2 separate regions of the Drosophila melanogaster genome follow, and region 2 is linked to region 1. The links are chromatin contacts, called in public Hi-C maps. All regions are on one chromosome and are shown on one strand. Each heading gives the region's core, a stretch centred on a gene start, on an enhancer-like site or on the middle of the called end of the contact. The rest is flanking DNA. Distances are from core to core; before and after follow the strand shown.

Evidence for each region. Hi-C and Micro-C count contacts between places; a contact is called where the count stands out from the background.
Region 2: a contact with region 1 is called in a Hi-C map of the Kc167 cell line, with 5 times the contacts expected there. The contact joins the promoter of Cyt-b5-r here to the promoter of Cyt-c-p in region 1. A contact is called at or near these places in 2 of 107 Hi-C or Micro-C datasets (the Kc167 cell line and the S2 cell line).

Annotation. Positions count from the first base shown.
Region 1 is chr2L:16,718,618-16,723,552 of dm6, reverse strand. It overlaps Cyt-c-p (Cytochrome c proximal), which reads right to left and starts at 3,621. Exons shown (of 2, transcript NM_057828.4): 1 at 3,577-3,621; 2 at 909-1,544. The coding sequence starts at 1,503. The coding sequence ends at 1,177. It overlaps Cyt-c-d (Cytochrome c distal), which reads right to left. Exons shown (of 2, transcript NM_057816.5): 2 at 3,918-4,427. The coding sequence starts at 4,418. The coding sequence ends at 4,101. VhaSFD (Vacuolar H[+]-ATPase SFD subunit) reads left to right here. Exons shown (of 6, transcript NM_001273581.1): 6 at 1-670.
Region 2 is chr2L:16,788,921-16,793,550 of dm6, reverse strand. Cyt-b5-r (Cytochrome b5-related) reads left to right here and starts at 2,830. Exons shown (of 3, transcript NM_001273585.1): 1 at 2,830-3,332; 2 at 3,652-4,034; 3 at 4,107-4,630. The coding sequence starts at 2,919. The coding sequence ends at 4,620. CG17928 reads right to left here and starts at 1,983. Exons shown (of 4, transcript NM_135966.4): 1 at 1,682-1,983; 2 at 1,278-1,608; 3 at 799-1,181; 4 at 107-741. The coding sequence starts at 1,779. The coding sequence ends at 228.

The sequences.
Region 1 (4,935 bases), core at 2,372-4,871:
TTTTGTTGGCATTCCAAAAAGCAATTCACTGTAATGGCAGAACAAATACAAGCAACTATCCTCTACAAATTGTTCCATTCAATTCGATTGTTTATATATTTTGTTGTTATTATTATTTGTGTTCTTAATTTTATGAGTGCGCCGCTGTACAGAGTTTTTCTAAACCAGATGATATGCGCTTCTTACGTTTATATAGTCGCATCTGCGCATCCACATCTAAGCAAAAAACGAAACTAAAGAAAACAAAAAATATATTGTATAAACCTATCAAGTATTTCTTTCATTAAAAAAAAAATAAATCAAATAAGCATAATTAAAACGAAAAATATGTATTGCATAATAAAGTTGTTATTAAAATGTATGATACAATTTTGGGAGTGTAAAAGAAAATATACATAAATTAGCCAAAAAATATAAAAATACCAGTGTATTCTTGTTTAACGATTGGCCAAATAGAATGTGCATTAAGAGAGCATTTCGACCCTAATAGTTTTCTACTTTCTCTCTCAGTAATACAATCTTATTGTGATGTTTCTGCGTAACGTATCGACTCTTTCTTTGTTGGATGTTTTTAGTGATGTCTACCTCCACGCAATGAACTAAGGAATTTGCAGCAACCCAGGATGATTTGTGGTCATCTTTGTGCGACTCAGATGAGTAAGGCCTATATAGATCAGCCAACAACATTTTTGACAGACGCAAAGAGTATGCTGCAGTCGAGTTTGACGACTAACAGATACCTATTGATAGAAATTGCCAGGACAATTGTTTTATAAATATGATTGGTATCTCTTATTTTTAATTTGAGTTGCCCGAGTCAAAAATCTGAAGAAGCTTTTTTTATTCTTTTTGACCTGCGAGCTACAAAAACCAGGTCCTCGCATAAAACAGATTTTATATCATTTTTTAGTTCTTTTTTTATTATTTAACTTTTTTGTGGATGTCACAATTCTCATCGGGTTTGAATTAAATATTCCACTTTTTATTTAAATTAAATAATAAATTGTCCTATTTAAACTTTATAATTAACATAATTGTAGTTCTTTAGGTCTGTACTATGTTGATTTGTAGTTGTAGTTGTTGCTGCTGCTGCATTTGCGTGCCGGACTGTGACTGAACACAATAATACAGTTTGACATCCTGCAGTGGTTGTGGGTAAGTTGATGGACAGCACCATTACTTGGTCGCCGACTTCAGGTAGGCGATCAGATCGCCGCGCTCGTTGGGCTTCTTCAGACCGGCGAAGATCATCTTGGTGCCGGGGATGTACTTCTTGGGGTTCTCCAGGTACTCGAACAGGGTGTCCTCGTTCCAGGTGATGCCCTTGGCCTTGTTGGCGTCCGTGTACGCGAATCCGGCCGCCTGTCCGGTCTTGCGACCGATCAGACCATGCAGATTGGGTCCAACCTTGTGCTTGCCACCAGCCTCAACGGTGTGGCACTGGGCGCAGCGCTGCACGAACAGCTTCTTTCCCTTCTCAACATCACCAGCAGGAACGCCCATTATGGATTATGTGGTTAATTAATGTGTTAACACGGACTCGACTGTAAAAAGAAATGTTTGTTATTAATGAGTGGTTCATAAAACAAGGGTAACCAATATATCTGTTATCTTACATCTTAGGTTTGAAAAACTTAAAAAACTGGCTACTAAATGGTTCAAAGTTCATAACTGCTACCAATTAATTTGTTCTATTCTGATAAATTGATTACAATATATATTTTATATCATTTGCTTATGTACTTAGTCCGAAATTCTGGTTTCACTGCAAAAAATAGTTATACGATATTTGATACCATTTATTATTAGCCCCAATGAACCATTGTGTAGATACTGATAAAAGCTTCACTTTCAGCCATACATTATCAAAAGATTATTGAATAAATAAACCCGAAATTTAAAATTTATTAACCAGTTGATTTCCCAACGTTACTTATATAATATTATATATTTTTAAGGTATTAAAATAATAACGTCTTTATATCATCAAAAATTTCCATGCTTGGGAAATAATGGGTTAATGTAGGTAGTTATGGACCGTGAATTAATATTTGTCCCCTTGCCCCGTTATGTAAACAATTGATAAGCTCCCTGCGGAAACGGAATTATTAAAATTGCTCATGCTAAGTGCATTAGTCGGCTGTTGTTTCTGATAAGGCCCGAAATTATTATCTAACGTAGTCTGCATTTCCATTTGCGGCCACCCCCTTTTTAACCCACATACTTTGCTCTCACTAATACGCGCGTGGAGGGCGTCGCAACGTCATCAGAAACACACTTTGAAAAAGCTTCAGACGCTGGTCACATGTTGCCCCCACACTCTTTCTCTCCTTCTCACACTCTCTTTGTGTCTCACTCGCTTATATTTGCCAGTCGCCGATTAATTGCGTCAGAACTGCTCAGCAACAGGCGGAAAACTTCCAGGAAGCATCATAATACGAAAAACGTTAGTTGTTTACATAACTATTCTATTATTCCAGGGTCTGTGTTACGGTCATCCTGCTAATTGCCGGATTATAAATTGCATGCAGCAATTTGAACTTGAGAGTGCAAAGTACCGTTGCGGTGAGTAATTCACCTACACATCACGCACATAGACTGAGAGAAATTCGATTAGCTGAAGCTCTTTCAATTCTAGAAAACTAATTTTATTTTATATGCATTTGTCTATAAAAACAAACCTAATATATATAGACTATTGATTTTGTGCGCTTTTACACATAATTTGCATTTAATATCAACCTTTTTTTCACTTCTTTCTGTGTAGAGTATCATGCACTTTGGCAGTGAGAGGTGGCAAAGCAACAACAATGTCAACATCCGATTTGGCCTTGTTGAGTATTTTTCAGTTAATTGCCGTGCGTGAGTGTGCGTGAGATGAAGGGAAAGTGCAATTGGAAAATTGGAAGCAGGCCAAAGGCAGCTGTGTTTTTCCTTGTGTGGGTGAGCAAGGTGGTGAGAACAAAGAGATGAGTGAAAATTGGGCCAACATCCAAGTTTCCTGAGAGCAGCGAATGTTACATAAGCCGCCTTTTCGCAGAGGTGAATTCTCTTTTATTTATATTATAGAAAACTGCACATCGCAGAAAGCAAAACCTGCTTAGCAACCACGTGGCGCGCTTAAAGACTCCAAAGCTGAAGCATTGACAAAAAATCCAAGAATTAATTTTTGCCACTGAGCGAGCGAGACAGCTGATGATCGGGTACGCCACTCTCTTTGCTCATGTAATCGACTCTCTCCGGGGCTTTTTTCAATGGCAATGTGACTTTGGGATGCTATTTTTACTATTAATACACCACTGCTAATATTTGCTAAATAAACTATTAAATATCTAATAAAAAATCACACTTATACACACACACACAAGGACACGTTTATGTAACCTGAATCATCCCCCAAAGAATACGTTAAATTTGCATGCGAATCATTTTCAGAACAAAACACAGCTGCTGGATGTTACGTAAATGACACGGAAGTGTTTCTAATCTTTATCTGACTTGGGGCTTGATAATCAATAACTATTCAAGGTAATATTTACGTCACTTGAAAATACAAAAATTCCACCCACTACTTACATTGAACACAAACGTCGAGCGTCGCCGATTTTTCACGAATGACGAGCGCGCGTTATGTCGATAGGTAATTAGTGTGACCAGAGTGACCGGGGGCCACGCATTAAAAAATGTCGCAAGCTTTTGTACCCGTATTTATCCACCACACGGCGTATAAGTAATTTTTTCCCCTATTAACGGGACTATATTGGAAAGCCTCTGGAAAATTTGCATTATTTAACAAGCTTCTCCAATTTATTACATTTTGCTAGTAGGACCATAAAACCAACTGTGACCAAAGCTGATTGGTACAACACTTTCCTCCACCCGCGTCGCACACAACTTGAATTAAGAAGAGGGTTTTTGGTTTATCAACTTTAATTGGCTAAAGTGAAAGTAAACCTTTTTGAAATGTATTTGAGCTCGACCATTCCCAATCAAAGTTTCGAAATCCAAGTGAAATACGTCATCTTTTGAATATGTTTGTAGTCTTTAAGCGCAGTTTTCTGGATAGCATGGTGGCCGATCTTGTTGTTTCGCAGGCGATTCTACTTGTTTGACTTGAGGAAGGCAATCAAATCGGCCCGCTCCTCAGCCTTTTTAAGACCTGCGAACACCATCTTTGTTCCGGGAATGTATTTCTTCGGGTCCTTGAGGTACTCGTCCAAATTCCCCTCTGTCCAGGTAACGCCCTTCTTTATATTGGCATCGGTATACTTGTATCCCGCTGCTGTGCCACACTTGCGACCCACGACCCCGCCAAGATTTGGGCCCACCTTGTGTTTGCCGCCCACTTCGTAGGTGTGGCACTGGGCGCACTTCTGCACAAATATCTTCTTGCCGTTCTCTGCATCACCAGAACCCATCTTGGAAGCCTGAAAGACAAATAGGGAAAAATGATATTTATGATTTAGAATTCAACTTTTTATGCAGCTTTTATTTCTATATTTTTTAATTTTTTGTTATTTGTTTTTTGTTAATTTGGATCAAATAGAAATTGGTTGATTCCGAAACTATCATGAAAAAGAAAAGTGTAGAACTAAAAATTTGATAGAAAAGAAAAACAGATTCAATTTGTTTCAGTGTCCTAAAAAACCGTTTGAAAAGTGCAAGTCCTGGACAACTGAGAGAGAGAGAGAGAGCGTTTCTCTTGGTCACTCTCTTGGCTGCACAGCGATAGACAGAGACAGCTGCTAATGCACGAAAGCAAAACAAAATTGGGTCAGAAAAATAGGAAAAACGAAAATTAAATCAAAATGGGTATTAAATGAAAAGCAAACAAGCAGCTCGAGAACTTGTCGGCACTTCTAATGGGAAAAGCAACCGAAAGGTAATTCAATTAGCAGACACATTCGGCTTGCCACCCCCTTTCCCAACCAATTC
Region 2 (4,630 bases), core at 1,581-4,080, 71 kb before region 1:
AAACCTTTGCAAACAAAAAGAGAATCGAAGAAAGCTCTTTTGTTAAGAGCACGTTTTGTTTAGACAGGTAAACAAAATGCTTTATAAAAGAAAACCAATGTCTGTTAAGTCACATTGTATTTAATATATACATTTTTGCATAATTTACCCAATATTATTCTTTATTATAACCTTTTTCCAGAATAACCATTACCCTCCCCAATTATCACTACAATTCCAAAACCCACCTACATCAACTTTTTACTACCCGGCGGAATTGGATTCTTCTCTGTTCTTAGCAATTGCTGATTCTGTCCCTTTATGTGACTCCAGTGATTGATCTCCCGCAGTTCCACGTCGAACTCTTTCATGGTTTTCCTTAACTCAGGATACAGATGCTTTAGCACTCCATGATCCAGTGTGGGAAATAGGTGATGCAAAGCATGCTCACCAAAGTGTGTGAGCACCAGAAGATCCGACCACTTGATGTCTCCGCGATCTATAATCGTGTCCACCTGGTAAAGACCCCAATCGAAGTCCTGTCGCTGGGCATCTCCATCGTGTAGAATACGTGGATCATGGTGGGCAGCAGTGAGACCAACAAGTCCGAAGATAAAGCTCCCAACCGATATAATTATTTCCCAGCTTAAAAGTGCACTCAACAGGCTAACACCAGTGGATAAATATATAAAAATGGGCAGACTGAAGCCAATGAGATCATCCCAGCACAGAACGTTTCTTTTGGTCAGGGAAAGGACCAGGCTAAAATATAATGCAACCTATTAGTACAATACAGAGAAAACTATTTTGGCCACTCACCGTATGAGAAACTGCCCTTGGAACAAGACCACATATACCACGGGGCTGATAACCACTGAGATCAATCGTTGAGGTTTACTGGCATAATGACTATCCGGAATCCAGCATAGGAACGGCTCAAACATGGACATCTCCAGGTCGTGCAGAGAATTAGCATAAACATGGTGTGATAGGGCGTGAGAAATTCGCCAGTTTCGGAAGTTCATCATGGTCAGATTGAAAGTGTACATCCGCCAACTGTCCCGTTGATGAAAATAATTGTGGGTTGAGGTTGCCACCCAGCAAAGTGCCAATCCAGCTAGACCCTTGAAGATCAATGAGTCCAGAACGGTGCCTGCCCAACTGAAGAGGAAGACGGACACCAAGATGCCAAGATGGAGAAACTGCAAGATTATATTGTAGAACAATAAGTATATCATAGGGAACAAGCATATTACGTTCGACGGAACTTTAGTAACTTGTCAAGATCGCAACAATACCTCGGTTTTCTTAGTGGGAGAGTAATCGATCTTTCTCAGCTTTTCACGCACTCTCCGCTTCAGTGTCATATAGAAACCATTCTCTTCAAGAGTGAACTTGTAGTTCCTTGGCCTTGCAGCCTTTCGCACCTCGAATTTGCTTAGCATTCCTCGAGCTCGCTCCTCGATATGATGTGACTCGAAGGGCTCGGTGATATCCGTTCCCCTGGTGCACTCAATCCAAGATGAACCACCCGGATGGCGAGCGGCAAAGTCGCTTAAGTCGTAGAGCGTATCGTTAATTCGCCAAAGACCTTCGGCCTCGTCATCTACATTTTTCCCCTCCAGCCAGCTGAGCAAGAGAAAATGTAAATATGTAGTTTTATTTAATTAATTTGAAATTTATGGGTATATTCGATGCAAACCTTTCACTGGTAATCGGTCGATGCTGGCGATAGCTCGGGTAATTTCTGGATATTCCGGATACTCTCCAGTCACCATCGTCCTTAACATTGGGCGTCATTTTGTGCACTGTTTGTTAATCGATGTACACTGATAAATGGAGTTTATTTTAACCCCAGAAGTACCTTGAACGCTAGTGCTTAATCGTTGCTGATAACTAGCCGTTTGATTCCCAAGTTCATCTTAGTGCCTAACGAAAGAACCGGTCGTTCTGGACACCCCAGATGCAGACTAACCGCAAAGTTTGTTTACGTAGCGCCAACTGAACTTTTATTGGAGCGGCGCTCGGCTTTTGTTTTCGTATCGCACTCGCTCGATCAATTAGTAAAGCTCTGAGAGTATCGCCGATTGAAAGCTTTCCTCTCAGTGGCTCTCACTTCTTATCAGGAAAAAGTAACAGTATGTAAATGAGATTCAAAGCATACTTACATTGAAGGGCGCCAGCATTGCGATCTAGAGTAGTGTGTGCATTGCATTATTTTCCCATAAGTCAGAACTTTGTTTAAAAGAAAAGTATAAGTATAAATACTTACACTTATATTACTTACTTATACTTATACTTATATCCTTAGCTTCATATTAAGTAAGTTGTACAAGGATTACCTATGCTTACCAAGCAAAAGAAAAGTGAACTCAACGTGTAGCCATGCTAATAAACCCTAGTAAATCGCTGAATTTATTCCTATCAAATTATTTTATTTTATTGGAGCTCTTAGAGATAAGACTACCCCCAACAATCTCAAAAGCTGATTGCTTTCGGCTAGACCCACGCCAGCCAAGCGAAGCCTCAAACTGCCGCGATACCATAACATTGTTATGGCCACCGCACTGACCTATTGTCGCCGAAGTCTGCTCGAACCGCCCATGTGGTGCTTAGACATGCCCACTGCTTGAGATTTCACCAAATGAATTAGCGATTAGAACATACTGCTAAAAATATGTGAGAATTAAATAGACGTAATAGTTAAAAGGCGGCAGCTGCGCTGCTCTCCTGATAACACCGGCGCCTTATCAAAATGGAAACGTTTTGTTTGGAAATCTCGATTTTCGGTTTATATAATCAAAAGAGATTTGCGCTACACATAAAATAAACGGACCACTGCCGGTGCCTTTCAGTTAGTCGTTGGAATCCCAGCGGAAAGGTGCTCGGATCGGTAAAGTTTGTGCCACAGACGTCAAGGATCAAAAGGACTCGGCAATATGGTAATCGAGGAGTGGAAAAAGAGTGGCATTGCCACCAAGTTTCCAACATACCGAAATTCGGCCCTAATCACCACACACAGCTGGCAAAAGGGTAAACGGCAGGACGATGGAGCCGAAGGACTGTGGCGCATCAACGATGGCATCTATGACTTCACCTCGTTCATTGACAAGCATCCTGGCGGTCCCTTCTGGATTCGTGAGACCAAGGGCACCGACATCACCGAAGCCTTTGAGGCACATCATCTGACCACGGCTCCCGAAAAGATGATCGCCAAATACAAGGTGAGGGATGCGGCTGAACCCAGAATCTACACACTGACCTTGGAGGAGGGCGGATTCTACAAGACGCTAAAGGAGCGAGTCCGCGAGCAACTAAAGACCATAGACAAGCGGCCGAAAAAGAAGAGTGATGTGAGTGTTAATCTGCAAAAAAAAATACCTTATTGAAAATGGGCGTGCCTTAGATTTCATTTCATATCAGTTAAGTAATTCTTATCAGTTACTTATTGATAGGAAGTTGAACCTGCCGGCTCATAAATAAATTTATTACTAACTAAAAACATCTAATCTTACATTTCACGTGTCGCAGCCCTAATATTATGCCCCCACTTGTATTCGGCGGCCTGTGTGATTATATTATTTAATTATTTGCACGCTGAAACCCTAATTAATATGATAACTTTAAAATTTATCATTATATTTATAATATATTAATATACATTTCTTTTAGCTCATTCACCTGGGTCTCGTTGTGTCGCTCTACCTGTTGGGCATTGCCAGTGCCAAATACAACAGCCTTTTGGCTTTGGTCTTGGCGAGTGTGGCCCTCTGCTGGACGGTGATCGTGTCCCACAACTACTTTCATCGTCGGGACAACTGGCAGATGTACGCCTTTAATCTGGGCATGATGAACTTTGCCGCCTGGCGTGTGTCCCATGCTCTGTCCCACCACATCTATCCGAATTCGTATTTCGATCTGGAACTCTCGATGTTCGAACCCTTGCTGTGCTGGGTGCCCAATCCGCACATCAAGAGCAAGTTGATGCGTTATGTGTCCTGGGTCACGGAGCCGGTGGCCTATGCCCTCGCCTTCTTCATACAAATGGGCACTCGGTGAGTGTGTGATCGAGGCGGTGATCGTAAACAAAGTCTAATCAGTGATCTTTTGATTGATTGATATTGCAGTATTTTCTATTCGCTGCGCCACACCAACATCCTCTACTGGCACGACCTACTGCCACTGACTATACCCATTGCCATATACCTGGGAACCGGGGGATCTTTAGGCATTTGGATCTGCGTGCGCCAGTGGCTCGCGATGACGTCGATAGCCAGCTTTAGCTTCTGCTTGATTGGTCTGAATGCGGCGCATCACGATCCGGAAATCTATCACGAGGGTGATGCCAATCGTGAGGATCGTGACTGGGGTCTCTTCCAGGTGGACACGATTATCGACCGCGGTGATCTCAAGTGGTCGCAGTTCCTGGTGCTCACCCACTTTGGTGACCATGTGCTCCACCATCTCTTCCCGACCCTGGATCATGGCCTCCTGCCCGCCCTCTATCCGGTGCTTTACCAGACTCTCGATGAGTTCAAGGGTCATCTCCGCGAGTGCAACCACATCGAGCACATGATTGGCCAGCACAAGCAACTATTGCGCATCGAGCCCAATCCCAGGGCTCCTGGGGCGGGAAAGTAGGACTTAATTT